Linked DNA regions of Sus scrofa: all the other regions are linked to region 1. The links are chromatin contacts, called in public HiChIP or PLAC-seq maps. All regions are on one chromosome and are shown on one strand. Each heading gives the region's core, a stretch centred on a gene start, on an enhancer-like site or on the middle of the called end of the contact. The rest is flanking DNA. Distances are from core to core; before and after follow the strand shown. Region 1 holds the start of USP47 (ubiquitin carboxyl-terminal hydrolase 47). Region 2 holds the start of CTR9 (RNA polymerase-associated protein CTR9 homolog). Region 3 holds the start of EIF4G2 (eukaryotic translation initiation factor 4 gamma 2). Region 4 holds the start of ZBED5 (zinc finger BED domain-containing protein 5).

Region 1 (2,816 bases), core at 177-2,676:
GCGGGCCCAGGAGCAGCGCCCGCAGCCGGCCCCTTGCCCCCGCCTGCGCTGCCGAAGCGGCCGCAGGCCTCGGGCCTAGCCTCCTCCGCAGGCTTCTCACCTCCTTCGGGACCAGTTGGTTCTCCTCGCCAGGCACCATCGCTCAGACGCTGGCCGCTCCTCTCCGCCCTGCCGGGGGAGGGGGAGGGTGGCGGCGGCTCTCAAGCTCAGGAGCGAACGGCAGCGGCAGTCATCCTCTCCACCAGCTGCGCTCGGGCTACCGCGGAGGCCTCAACCTGGGCCTCAGACACTAGCGCGCAGACACCGACCCAAGGCTCCGCCGCCGCCGTCGCCGCCGCCGTCGTCTTCGTCCTCGGCCCCTCCCCCAGCCCGCTGCAATCAATGGAAAAATGGCGGCGGTCGCTCTCGCGAGAATTCGGGCCATTGGGCCCCTATCTCAGCGCTCAAGGTGCTGATACAGCTGTCGCTCGCGTCTAATTACCTCCGCTTTTACTCAGCCTCGGGATGTATAAAATTAGGTGAGCTCCCAGGCAAACGCTTTTCGTAGAGGGATTCTGGACTGTCCATCTCGGGACTCCCTCTGCCGGCGGGGAAAGACCAGGCCTTAGGGTCCTCCATGCCTTCCTGGGCTCTTCGGAGTCCCTGCCCATCAAGCCGCTCTTCTGGCCTTACTACCAACACTGCCCTTCCTTCCCGTTCGAAAAGCGCCAAAACGCATCCCCTCTTCACAGACCCTCAGCCTCTGCCTGGAAAAGAACCAGGCCTCCGCCCTCGGACACGGTCCCAGCCAGAAAGGACTACGTTTTCTTTTCCCCTCTCCCCACCCTCCCCATGGACCCCGTTCGTGAGACCAAGGCCGTTCTCCGGCTTGGGAAGGCGACAGCCCAGGGCTCAGAAAAGTGGTATTACTCTCTCCCCAACCCTTCCCTCTCCCCCCTCCCTCAGAGAGACACACTCTCCTGGCCTTTTCAGGGAACTTCCTTCTCGGACAGGTTCAAGTCTGGGGCTGTTCTAGACAGAATAGAGAGTAGGGCTGCAGTTTGCACCTAGGAGCCTCTTTTAAAATGTTTTTAGAGTACTTGAATCTCCTCTGGCAGTAAGCCTTGTGCTCTGTTTTAGAGGAAACAGACTTTGCAATAGTTATTTTCCCAATTCCTGCTAGTTCCTTAAACCTCCCTTTATGAAAACCCGATGGGACGTCCTTCATGAAGACTTCCACGGTACAGCGATTTTACATCATGCTTAGATAACATAATCCCACCACGTTCCTAACACCTACACCATTACTACCCTACCCGTACCTGTTCTCTCCAAACTTCTTTTGAGTGCAGATTTCTATTACCAAGGGGAAAAAAAGATGGCTGTATTCTTACGTAAGTTATATACACGTCCTGTTGTGTATGACAAAACATTTTTAAAGCATAATAAAGGATAAGAAAAAGATGAAATAAACATTTAAAATAATTGTAAGTTATTTTCTAAATTAATTGTCTTTTTAAAAATCCTTGTTTTTCTCACTAACAATGTTGTGGAAACAATAAAATTGACTAGGTTTCCATGGTTTTAAAAATCTGTAATACTTTGTGAAAAGCTATTAAAATGATTCAATGTTCAGGTTATTTCTGTACTTTGTTTTAATGGGCTGTTATAAGGGGGGGGGGGGATAACTCACAAAGATAATGTAGATCCTAATGGAATAAGTACATCTTTGGTTACTCTTACTAATGCAAGTATCTATTTTTATTACTCTATCCACCAACCATGAAAAGCTTTTGTTGAAATTCAACTAGTAACTTTCTATCTCCCCTGATGTCAGCCAAAAGATGTATTTTTATATTTTTTCAAATCTCTTTGTTTACAGAACATTGTAAATCAAGTATAATAGAAAAAATTAAAACTTTTTTTTTTTTTTTTGGCTTTTTTGCCTTTTCCAGGGTCGCTCCCACGGCATATGGAGGTTCCCAGGCTAGGGGTCGAATCGGAGCTGTAGCCGCCAGGGACATGGGGTTGTAGGTTCCATCCCTGGCCTTGCTCAGTGGGTTAAGGATCCGGCGTTGCCATGAGCTGCGGTGTAGGTTGCAGACGAGGCTTGGATCCTGCATTGCTGTGGCTCTGGTGTAGGCCAGCGGCTACAGCTTCAATTCGACCCCTAGCCAGGGAATGTACATATGCCGCAGGAACGGCCCAAGAAATGGCAAAGAGACAAAAAAAAAAAAAAAGCTCCATCTTGCAAAGTTGGTATTAAACAGTAAAGATAATAATCACAAAACAGTTAATAGTTAAGATTGGTTGAATATATATCATATATACCTCCAGCCCTGTTCTAGGTGCTTTACACGTATTTCTTTTTCTTTTTTTTTGCTTGTTAGGGCCACACTCATGGCATGTGGAGGTTCCCAGGCTAGGGGTCTAATTGGAGTGACAGCTGCCGGCCTACACCACAGCAGCACAGGATCCTTAACTCACTGAACTAGGCCAGGAATCGAATCCACAACTTCATGGTTCCTAGTCAGATTCATTTCTGCTGCACCACTGCAGGAAGGCCTATACATATTATTTCAATCAATTCTCTCAACAACTTTATACATAACTGATACTATTATCCTCATTTAATAGGTAAGGAAATTGATAGAAAGCCTTTGAAACATTCAACACACTGCCTGATATACACAAAATCAACATAAGCTGGCTATAATTATACCAACACTAGTCTGAGCTCCCCGAGGGACTATGCAACCCGAACAATGCCTGGCATACAACAGGTGCTTTTAAACATTTGTTGAATAGATGAAGTATTAAACCAGTCATTTAATTAG
Region 2 (2,816 bases), core at 211-2,710, 1.1 Mb after region 1:
GGAGCGTACAACAAATAGGTTATATAGTGGTATTAGAAGCAAACAAATTTTCTTGAATCCCTAGACCTATAAAACGCTGCAAAAGCTCTGCTTACTGAAAAATAAAATGATACTCTACTTAACGTTTAAATGCAAGTAAAGAGCAGATAAGCACCCCCAGAGACTCTGATGCCATTGGTCTGACAACCTGAGAAGCACAATTCTAGAAGCAATGCAAAGTTGAATACCACTGTAAACCTCAATCATGGAGGCAGCACTTGTGTCACACACTCCTGAATGTGGCACAAAAATAATAGTAGGAAAACGTTCTATAATTAGATAGTGGTGATGGTTAGACAACTTTGTAAATATTACTGAAAGCCACTGGATTTTATGGAAAGTGAAGTATATCTCAATATTGTATCTAAATAATCAAATAAAAAGAGTATGAGATCTCCAATAAGATAACATCGATGCTGGGAGCTTTACCCATACAAGTCATAGGCCACTCATGAAAGAGATGACAAGAAGGGAGAGTGGGTCAATTCTACTAGCACACAGCAGCGGCTATTATCTTGGGGTCCCTATTTCGCTGACAGAGCTTTGCTCGGCAGACCTGGGGCACCATGACACTCGAGTTTCTAAGGGAGAAAGGGCGACAACCTACATATTCCCAGGAGAGATACTTAGTTTGAGCAGCAGAGAGAACTCAGTGACATCAGCGCCCACCTCTGCGATCTGTGAGGTGCCTTACATTTTGCCAGGCACTCACACCTCTGCGCCCCTGAATTAGGAAAAGAGCAGAGCACTGCCAAATACGAACAGGTTGGAGGGGAACTTTCAAGAACTCCCTCTTGCCTCCGGAGGTTGCGGGGATCTGATGTTCCCAGCCTGGGAGGGCACAGGGGATGGGGAAGGAGGTGATCAGAGCTTCGGCCCCGGGAGTTCGATCTGCGGAGAGGGTGCTCTCGCCTCGGAAACGAAGTCGAGAGAAAGGGGGGGGGGAATCGTCCAAGTTCAGGGCCCCCACCCTCCCCCATACTCGGCACTTACCTCGTCAGTGTCCCGGAGGGGAATCTCGATGGAGCCCCGCGACATGGTGAGATCAGAAGGCGAGCGGGCGTCCGAACCCGCCGCTCCGCAGGCAGTACTCCTGGCTTCTGCTTCTCCGGAGGCTAGCGGCAGCTCGGACTCTGGTCTTGACTGCCGCCCCGCGGCGCCGCCGGAGCTCGGGCTTCTCCTTCCCGTCAGCCGCTCAAACAACGAACAGCAGACGGCGTCCGGCGACTTCCGGCAGCCCCGCCTCCTGCCCCGGAACTTTCCCCGCGGGAGGGGCTGTCGGAAGGGAAGCCTCCTCCGGTAGCTCAGGTTCCCCGACTTTAGGAGGAGGGCTCCGGGCTTCCGTTGGCGCGTTCACTTCCCCGAGGCCCTGAGGCTACTGAACCTAATGGCTCATTGACGCTGGAATAAATTCGCCGAGGGAGTATCCGCTCCGCCTACAGTAGGCGGGCGACGAATGAGGTGAAGACTAGGGGCCTGGCCGCTAACTGACATGGGAATTCTGGCCAATTATAGCCATCTGTTCCTGAGCTTGACTCCGCCCCCGAGCCTCGGACTTGGCCTCTGCCAAGGTGGGCCCGGCCAATCTCGTTTTCTTAATCTAGGTTGTCATAAAGAGTACAACCTTCTGTAACACAATCATTGGTTGCTCCTTTGGCTGCTCGCGGAGTCACCTGTGCTACCTCCGTGATCAGTTTAAATATACATTACAACGAATTCTGTCATCATTGTGATCATGTATTGTGTGAATTTTGCTTTTGTTTTTTTCTTTTGGTTCTTTGAAGCAAAGAGAATCTCTGAGAATCTGCTAGATTTGTAGTTTTAATAAAGTTGTTAAATAATTGGATTACATTTGTGATCAACGTTTTAAGTTGTAGAATTTTTTTTTTTTTTCCTTTTAGGGTCTCACCTGCAGAATATGGAAGTTTCCAGGCTGGGGGTTAATTTGGAGCTACAGTTGCTGACCTATGCCACAGCCACAGCAATGCTCGATCCAAGTCACTCTGCCACCTACACTGCAGCTCATGGCAACGCTGGATCCTTAACCCACTGATCAAGGCCAGGGATCAAACCTGCATTCTCATGGGTAATAGTCGAGTTCTTAACCTGCTGAACTGCAACGGGAACTCCAAGTCATAGAATTTAATTAAATACATTTAAATTCGTGTTTTCATTAAATTATAATGTGATTAAATTAGCTGGTAATCAGTGTTTTGATTGAGCCAGAGAGGAATCTGATTAAATAAATTTGTAAACACTGTCAGTTTTACCAGTATGTATCATCTTCATCTCCACCACCTCCATTCTAGCCCAAACCAATATCATCACTTTCCTGCAATACCCTTTGTCTCACCCAATACTTCATCCGCTTGAATCTGGCTAGTGTCCATGAGGATGCGTGTTGGATCCCTGGCCTTGTTCAGTGGGTGAGCATCCGGCATTGCCATGAGCTGTGAGGTAGTCACAGACGTGGCTTGGATTCCTTGTTGCTGAGGCGTAGGCTGGCAGCTGTAGCTCTGATTTTACCCCAAGCCTGGGAACTTACATATGCTGCCAGTGCAGCCCTAAAAAGAAAAGAAAAGAAAACAAAACAAAAAAACAATTTGATGTTTGTGTTTCCTCCTACCTCCCCTGAAACCTTTAAGTGGAAAATTCATTGAAATATATATCGATTAGTTGTCCAATACAGACATAATACTGGCTATGTAGGTAATTTAACATTTTCTAGTAGCCCCATTAAATAAGAAAAAGTAGATGAAATTAATTTTAGTAAAATA
Region 3 (2,816 bases), core at 95-2,594, 1.1 Mb after region 1:
GAGCTGTTTTGACATGTCAAATATAAGTTTGACTCTATAAAAATCCTGCCTCTTTATTGGACATTTTCTTTAAAAGTCGTTCAGGTAAAACGCGCGCGCGCGCACACACTTTCTTGCTTCTGATCACACATTGTATCAAGAACTTCGTTTTGTGTTCAAAACGAAGCTGGGGACAGAGCTGCTGTTTAAGTATATAGAGACATGACTCCATTTTTGTATAGCTAAAATGTCGCAAACGATGGAATACTTCATCTTACTGGACCTCTCCCTTAAAATACTACCTGAGAAGTATAAATAGTTCAACTTGACGGCTTTGAAAAGCCGAATCCTATTTGTAGGATAGACCTTATATAAAATGGAAATATAAAGCTGTCAGTCTTCAACGTGCTTAAAAAATAAACAAATCAGGAGCTAGCAATTAAAATCCTCCAGACGCCCGCGCTCCGCAAACACTTCTTCCAAAGAATTCTGGCATATTCTGGGTATTCCCGTACCACCGCTGGCCGGATATTCCCTTGGGGAAAGCTGCTTGTCTAGTGAGGTACAAAGACAATAAAACCCTTCCTTTCATCCCTTTCTCATTCACTCTGCAGGGGGTGGACTAAATAGGGAGCTGAAGGAAGCTTTCTTAACGCATTTGGGTGCACCGTCTGGTCTCCGGGCGTCCCCATCCAAAGGCTGCCGAAGATGAGCACCTGGAGACCAGTCATTCCGGGCGCTGCGCCCCGGGGCGCAGAGCCTCAGCCCTACAGGCCGCTCCCAGGGAGGCCCAGCCTGCCAAGGGCAATCTCTGCTCCTCGGGGGCGCCAGGAAAATCAAGACTCGCACACGCAAGGGACAGGAATCGGGTCGGGTGGAAGGACAAATTTCCTTCCCACATTCTTGGTGAGAAAACCAGGTAGAGGGACTGTCCAACTCCAGCATGGGATACGGACTCCTGGAACAAAGAGACAGGAGGAAGACCAGGCGGCCACACCAACGCAGACTCAGAGGGCTCTACCACTTTACGCAAGTGGTCCGCAACTCGTCCGCGCTCAGTTCCCCTTACGCCACTGGCTTGGCCTCAGAGCCTTCGCGAATATGGCTTTGCGCACTGCGGCGGAGTCGAGCCGCAACCGAGCTTGGCTCTGTGACTCCTCCCCACGGCCGGGTGCCGATTGGTGGCGAACATCAGCCCGGCTGTTGATTGGGTGGCGAAGGAGCCATTCGGGGCGGCTCTGGTGGGTTCGGCTGCCCTAGAGTGATAAGTTCGGCTTCAGACACGCCTCAGCGCCAGCAGCGAGTCGGAGCTCTATGGAGGTGGCGGCGAGTATCGGGTGGTGGCTGCAGCAGCGACTCCTCTGAGCTGAGCGTTTCAAGCCGGTCCCGACTCCTTCCTCCCCCTTCCCTCCCCCTTTTTTGTTTTCCGTTCCCCTTTCCCCTCCCTTCCCCGTCCCGACGACCGGATCCGAGGAGGCAGCTGCGGCGGCAGCTGCTGAGTTCTCGGTGAAGGTGAGTGGAGCCGCCGCTGGCGCTGCCGCCGCCGCCGCCGCCGCCGAGTGGAGCGCTCTAAAATGGCCGCCGTCCCTGGCCGCTTCTTCTCGAGTGGTACAAAATGGCGGACGCAGGCGGAGCCGGGTGGGGCGACCCTTTTTTAGCGTTTCCTCCGCGCTCCGGGCACCTGGAACTTCCTCGCCCTTGTCTTCTCTTCCCCTTGTTGATGGAATAGAAGGAGCCGGCGGCCCCCGACAGTCTCGGTGGCTGTCGGCGGCCGTACCCGCGGGACCGGGGCGGGCCGAAGCGCGGCTGTGTTCGGCCAGGGAGAGAGCGTGGCAGGGCCGCGCGTGCTGTGGGGAGGGTCGCGGCCCGGCGGGGAGGGCTCGGCCGTTGGCGCGGGACCAGCCGAGGCGGAGGCGTCCCGGAGCCCAGCTCCCGGCGGGGAGGTGTGTGGGGCCCCGGGGCCGGCGGGGAGAGCGGCCGGGCTGCCCGCGGTGGGGGAGCGAAGGGCCTGCCCCGGCGGCCTCTCTTGTGACGGGAGAGGAGGGAAAGCGAGGCTTTCTGAGCTTTTGTCGGCTGGGGAGGCGGCGGTGAGGCGGCTGTCAGTTCCTCGGGGATTTATGGGTGGGAGGGGGCCGCTGGAGGGAAGGAGGCCGTCTTCCTGCCTGAGAACAAAGAGCCGGGCGCTGGGCCGCGGGGGCGGCCTCCGCTCCTCCCCGAGGCTTGCCCCCGGCAGCTTCGCCGGGAGGCTGTCGGAAGCACTTCCTAACTCGGCCCGGGTGGGAGGAATCCACTGCTCTTTTGTTCCCAGGAAGGGAAAAAATTGGGTGGAGGTTCTTGCTGCCATGTTGTGGCCCTGGTCTTCCGCCTGCCTAGTGCCAGGCGCTGTGCACCCGGTGCCTCGCGTCTTCCCGCGAGCCCTCTGCGCCTAGTTCAGAGCATGGGCAGCGGTGAGAACCCAAGACTTCAGTTAAGCCCTTCATGTAGTCTGTTGCTCGTCCCGGAGGCAGTAACAACTACGTTTTCCACATAACGTGCCTCTGTATCAGAGTTAGACTTTCTATTATTGATCTCGGTGTCTAGTTGTAAAGGAGGTAGTGTGTGGCTTTTTCAAAGACTAGTTCTTAGCCATTTAGCTCTTCGTTTATTGCTGTGTAGGTTCTTCCTTGCATCTTCAAACACCGAGAACTTCCAGGTAGTAAAACAATTTTCCTGTGTTTTGAGAACCTTCTTGAGTCTTAGGAGTTCTGCAATGCAGTGTAAGTTCAGTCAACTGCAGTGTCAGGCTCTGAAATAAATTATAATGGAAGACGATTTATAGATTTGTATGTTAGTGGTGT
Region 4 (2,816 bases), core at 147-2,646, 1.0 Mb after region 1:
CCTGCCCTTTCTGGGCATTTACTATCTGAGGGAGGAAGGAGTATAGAGAGGGTGGGAGTGGGACACTGACTCCAGAGCTCCCTCTCTCACCATCTGCTTCTGGCAAGTTTAACTGCAATGCAAACTAACCCTCCCAACCAATGTGAACGGAATTGCCATCTCAGACCTCTTTCAGCAACTAAGGCTGCAAATTTGGGATATCAGTCAAAATACTTGTTACTACTTCCAGTGATGATTTTACTTGAGCTCCAGGTAACTAATTGAGTTTCTTTTTAATGGTGAAGCTCTACTTGCTTTTACCCAATATATTACCGTAATCTTATTTGAAATTGTTTTATGCACGTACACACTCTACCCAGACACACATGGCTTGTAGTTCCCACAACCACATTGCACCTAATCTTGGCTCTGCCGTTAATTAGCTGTGGGAACTTGGGCAATTTATTTACCAATCTGTGCTCAATTTCCTTACCTGTAAAACAGGCATAGTCATCTGATAGGTTTGTGAAGAGTAAAGGAGCTAGTACACTTAAACATGTGCAGCTAGAAACAGCTGCTGCCGATAACTGTGTATTCAATAAATTATTATCATTATTGGTCCAAATTCTACATTGTCTATATATTTTCTTGCCTGTTTCAGCAACAAACATTCTATAGTAATTTATTGACTAAGTAATTACATAAAAAGTTCTTTATGTTTCAACCCCTTAATTATCAGATTCTTCAAATTTTAGGACATAGGTTAAACCCTAGACTTGACTTCAGTTGAATTTGTTATCATCTGTTTTGGATGTTTCCAACTCATGAAGATGTAAACCAGATGTGTGAAGATTAAATTGGGAGCATACATGCAAAAGCTTTTCTGAAATATAAAACATGAAAAATGTGCAATATTATTCCACTACTACTGTGATTCTAGAAAACTCCTACAATTACAAAATTCTTTGCTCTTCAAATAAAATTGCACCCCCTCCCCAAAATGATTTCCCCCTTGGTGGTTAAAGCTCAAATGAAGCTGATTCAACAGGAATAATTTTAAAATAATAAGACACATGATAGCCTACCATGGGCAAAGATCTGAAGATGTTGAACTGACTTTAAAACATTTAGGGCTGAATGTTGGCATCATTTTCAGTCGTAGGAAATTGTCTATTTCAGTCCTCCAGACAAATTGTTATAAAAGGTTAGACTTCTTTCAAAACCTAAGAAATTTATTCGCATATCAAAGAAGCATATCTAAGAAAGCAAACGCTGCCCTTGCTTTTGACCACAGGTTGGGAATTTTCTGTCATTGGTACAGTGCCTGCAACGATGATCCAATTTTCATTTGGTTATTTCCACGGGCCCTCCAAAAGCTAAAATACTGCAAACAATGGGACCCACTGTTTAATGTACTTTAACAAAATCCTTCCAAGTAATGTGCATATTTTAAGATGCCAGTTTGGAAAAATAGACTATAGGTCGCCACGACGGATCTCACACAAAATGGAATAATGGACTACAGAGCCCGAGGCCTTCTGCTGCGTTGTTTTTAAATACAGAGGAGGGGCGTAGAAAACTAGGCTTAAAGCATCCGAACGCTGTAGCAAGCAGAGTATTCCAAAGCTCTATGCGTTCCTCCCGCGAGGGTGCCACTTGCGGGGGGCGCAAAGACACAGCAAGCGGACTCTTTCCCGCTGACACTGCGGAGATGCCGCTATCCCTACAAATTCCTACACCCGGCTCCCCGACCCCACCTATGGTCACCCAAGAGCTGCGCCCCGGCAACCTCTGGCTCAGCTCCCAGCTCGGCCCCCTAGGGGCCCCCGACACGCCAGCGTCGGGGAGGGGCGGGGAAGGGAGAGGGCGTTTTCTGCCTGGATTCCAGTGGGAAAACAAGAAAAAGAGGAGGCGGTTGCGCAACCTCGGCCCGGGGTGCGGCTCAGGGAACAAAGAGCGAAATCCCCAGCAGTTGAGGCTTTGCGAATCCACCCAAATCAACGCCGCCAGGGCAGAGCCCCAGTGCTTATGGGCACGCAGATTTCTCGAGGCCAGTCCAGCCCTACAGCATCACAAATGCTCTTTACTCTGCATTGTAACGAGCGCCCAGACTGCCTCGAGCCCGGGGAAGTTTGAAAACAATCGCTTCACGTCGGGTATTTGTTCAGCTACTGCAAGCGCACGAATCCAGCGCGGCGGCGACTGCTAGGCCGCGCCTCAACCGAGCTTGGTCCTTTCCTTTGGTCCCGCCCCTCTGCTCAGCGCGGATTGGTGGCGAGGAGCAATTCCGCTGCTGATTGGTCGGCTACGGAGTCGCTCGTGGAGACTGTAAGTTCGGGTGCCCGCGGAGTGCTAAATTTATCTTCAGACAAGCGACCGCGCCAGCCGCGAATCGGATCCCTATGGAGGTGGCATAGGCGATATCCCAGAGCTGAGAGCATCACCCGGCCCCCGAATCCTTCTTTCCTCTATTTTGTTTTTCATTTTCCCTCCTCCTCCCTCTCCCCTTACCCTTTCCCCTTCCAGTCCGCGACGACTGGCTCTTGACCCTGTTCAGGCCTCTGTGAAGGTGAGGACCAGGGCCGCCGCGGCGGCTGAGCGGTGCGCTCTGAAATGGCCGCTGCCATGAGCTTCGTAAAATGGCGGCCGCGGGCTCAGCTGGGGGCCGCGGCGCTGCGCTGCACTGCAGCCCAGCCGCAGCCGAGACCGTTCTTTCCATCACTGATGGAGATGAAGGAGAAAGATAGTGTCGGGTGCTGAGACGTTTTCCTGTGGGTGTTAGCTGAGGCGACCGCCCGGGGACGCGAGAGGAGTTCCGTGAGCGAGGGTGGACTAAG

What was found. HiChIP or PLAC-seq counts read pairs in DNA pulled down with a chosen protein or histone mark.
Region 2: a contact with region 1 is called in an H3K27ac HiChIP or PLAC-seq map of alveolar macrophages. The contact joins the promoter of CTR9 here to the promoter of USP47 in region 1. A contact is called at or near these places in 1 of 47 Hi-C or Micro-C datasets (heart right ventricle) and 1 of 2 datasets of contacts at active chromatin or transcription factors (alveolar macrophages).
Region 3: a contact with region 1 is called in an H3K27ac HiChIP or PLAC-seq map of alveolar macrophages. The contact joins the promoter of EIF4G2 here to the promoter of USP47 in region 1. A contact is called at or near these places in 3 of 5 promoter capture datasets (fetal liver, fetal skeletal muscle and liver), 1 of 47 Hi-C or Micro-C datasets (embryonic fibroblasts) and 2 of 2 datasets of contacts at active chromatin or transcription factors (alveolar macrophages and skeletal muscle).
Region 4: an H3K27ac HiChIP or PLAC-seq map of alveolar macrophages shows a contact between it and region 1. The contact joins the promoter of ZBED5 here to the promoter of USP47 in region 1. A contact is called at or near these places in 1 of 5 promoter capture datasets (fetal skeletal muscle) and 2 of 2 datasets of contacts at active chromatin or transcription factors (alveolar macrophages and skeletal muscle).

The regions. Positions count from the first base shown.
Region 1 is chr2:47,582,467-47,585,282 of Sscrofa11.1, forward strand. USP47 (ubiquitin carboxyl-terminal hydrolase 47) reads right to left here and starts at 1,427. Exons shown (of 28, transcript XM_021083314.1): 1 at 1,302-1,427. The coding sequence starts at 1,412.
Region 2 is chr2:48,728,020-48,730,835 of Sscrofa11.1, forward strand. It overlaps CTR9 (RNA polymerase-associated protein CTR9 homolog), which reads right to left and starts at 1,461. Exons shown (of 26, transcript XM_021083325.1): 1 at 1,033-1,461. The coding sequence starts at 1,077.
Region 3 is chr2:48,665,246-48,668,061 of Sscrofa11.1, forward strand. EIF4G2 (eukaryotic translation initiation factor 4 gamma 2) reads left to right here and starts at 1,345. Exons shown (of 22, transcript XM_021083319.1): 1 at 1,345-1,491. The coding sequence starts at 1,345.
Region 4 is chr2:48,622,906-48,625,721 of Sscrofa11.1, forward strand. It overlaps ZBED5 (zinc finger BED domain-containing protein 5), which reads left to right and starts at 1,397. Exons shown (of 3, transcript XM_021083322.1): 1 at 1,397-2,307.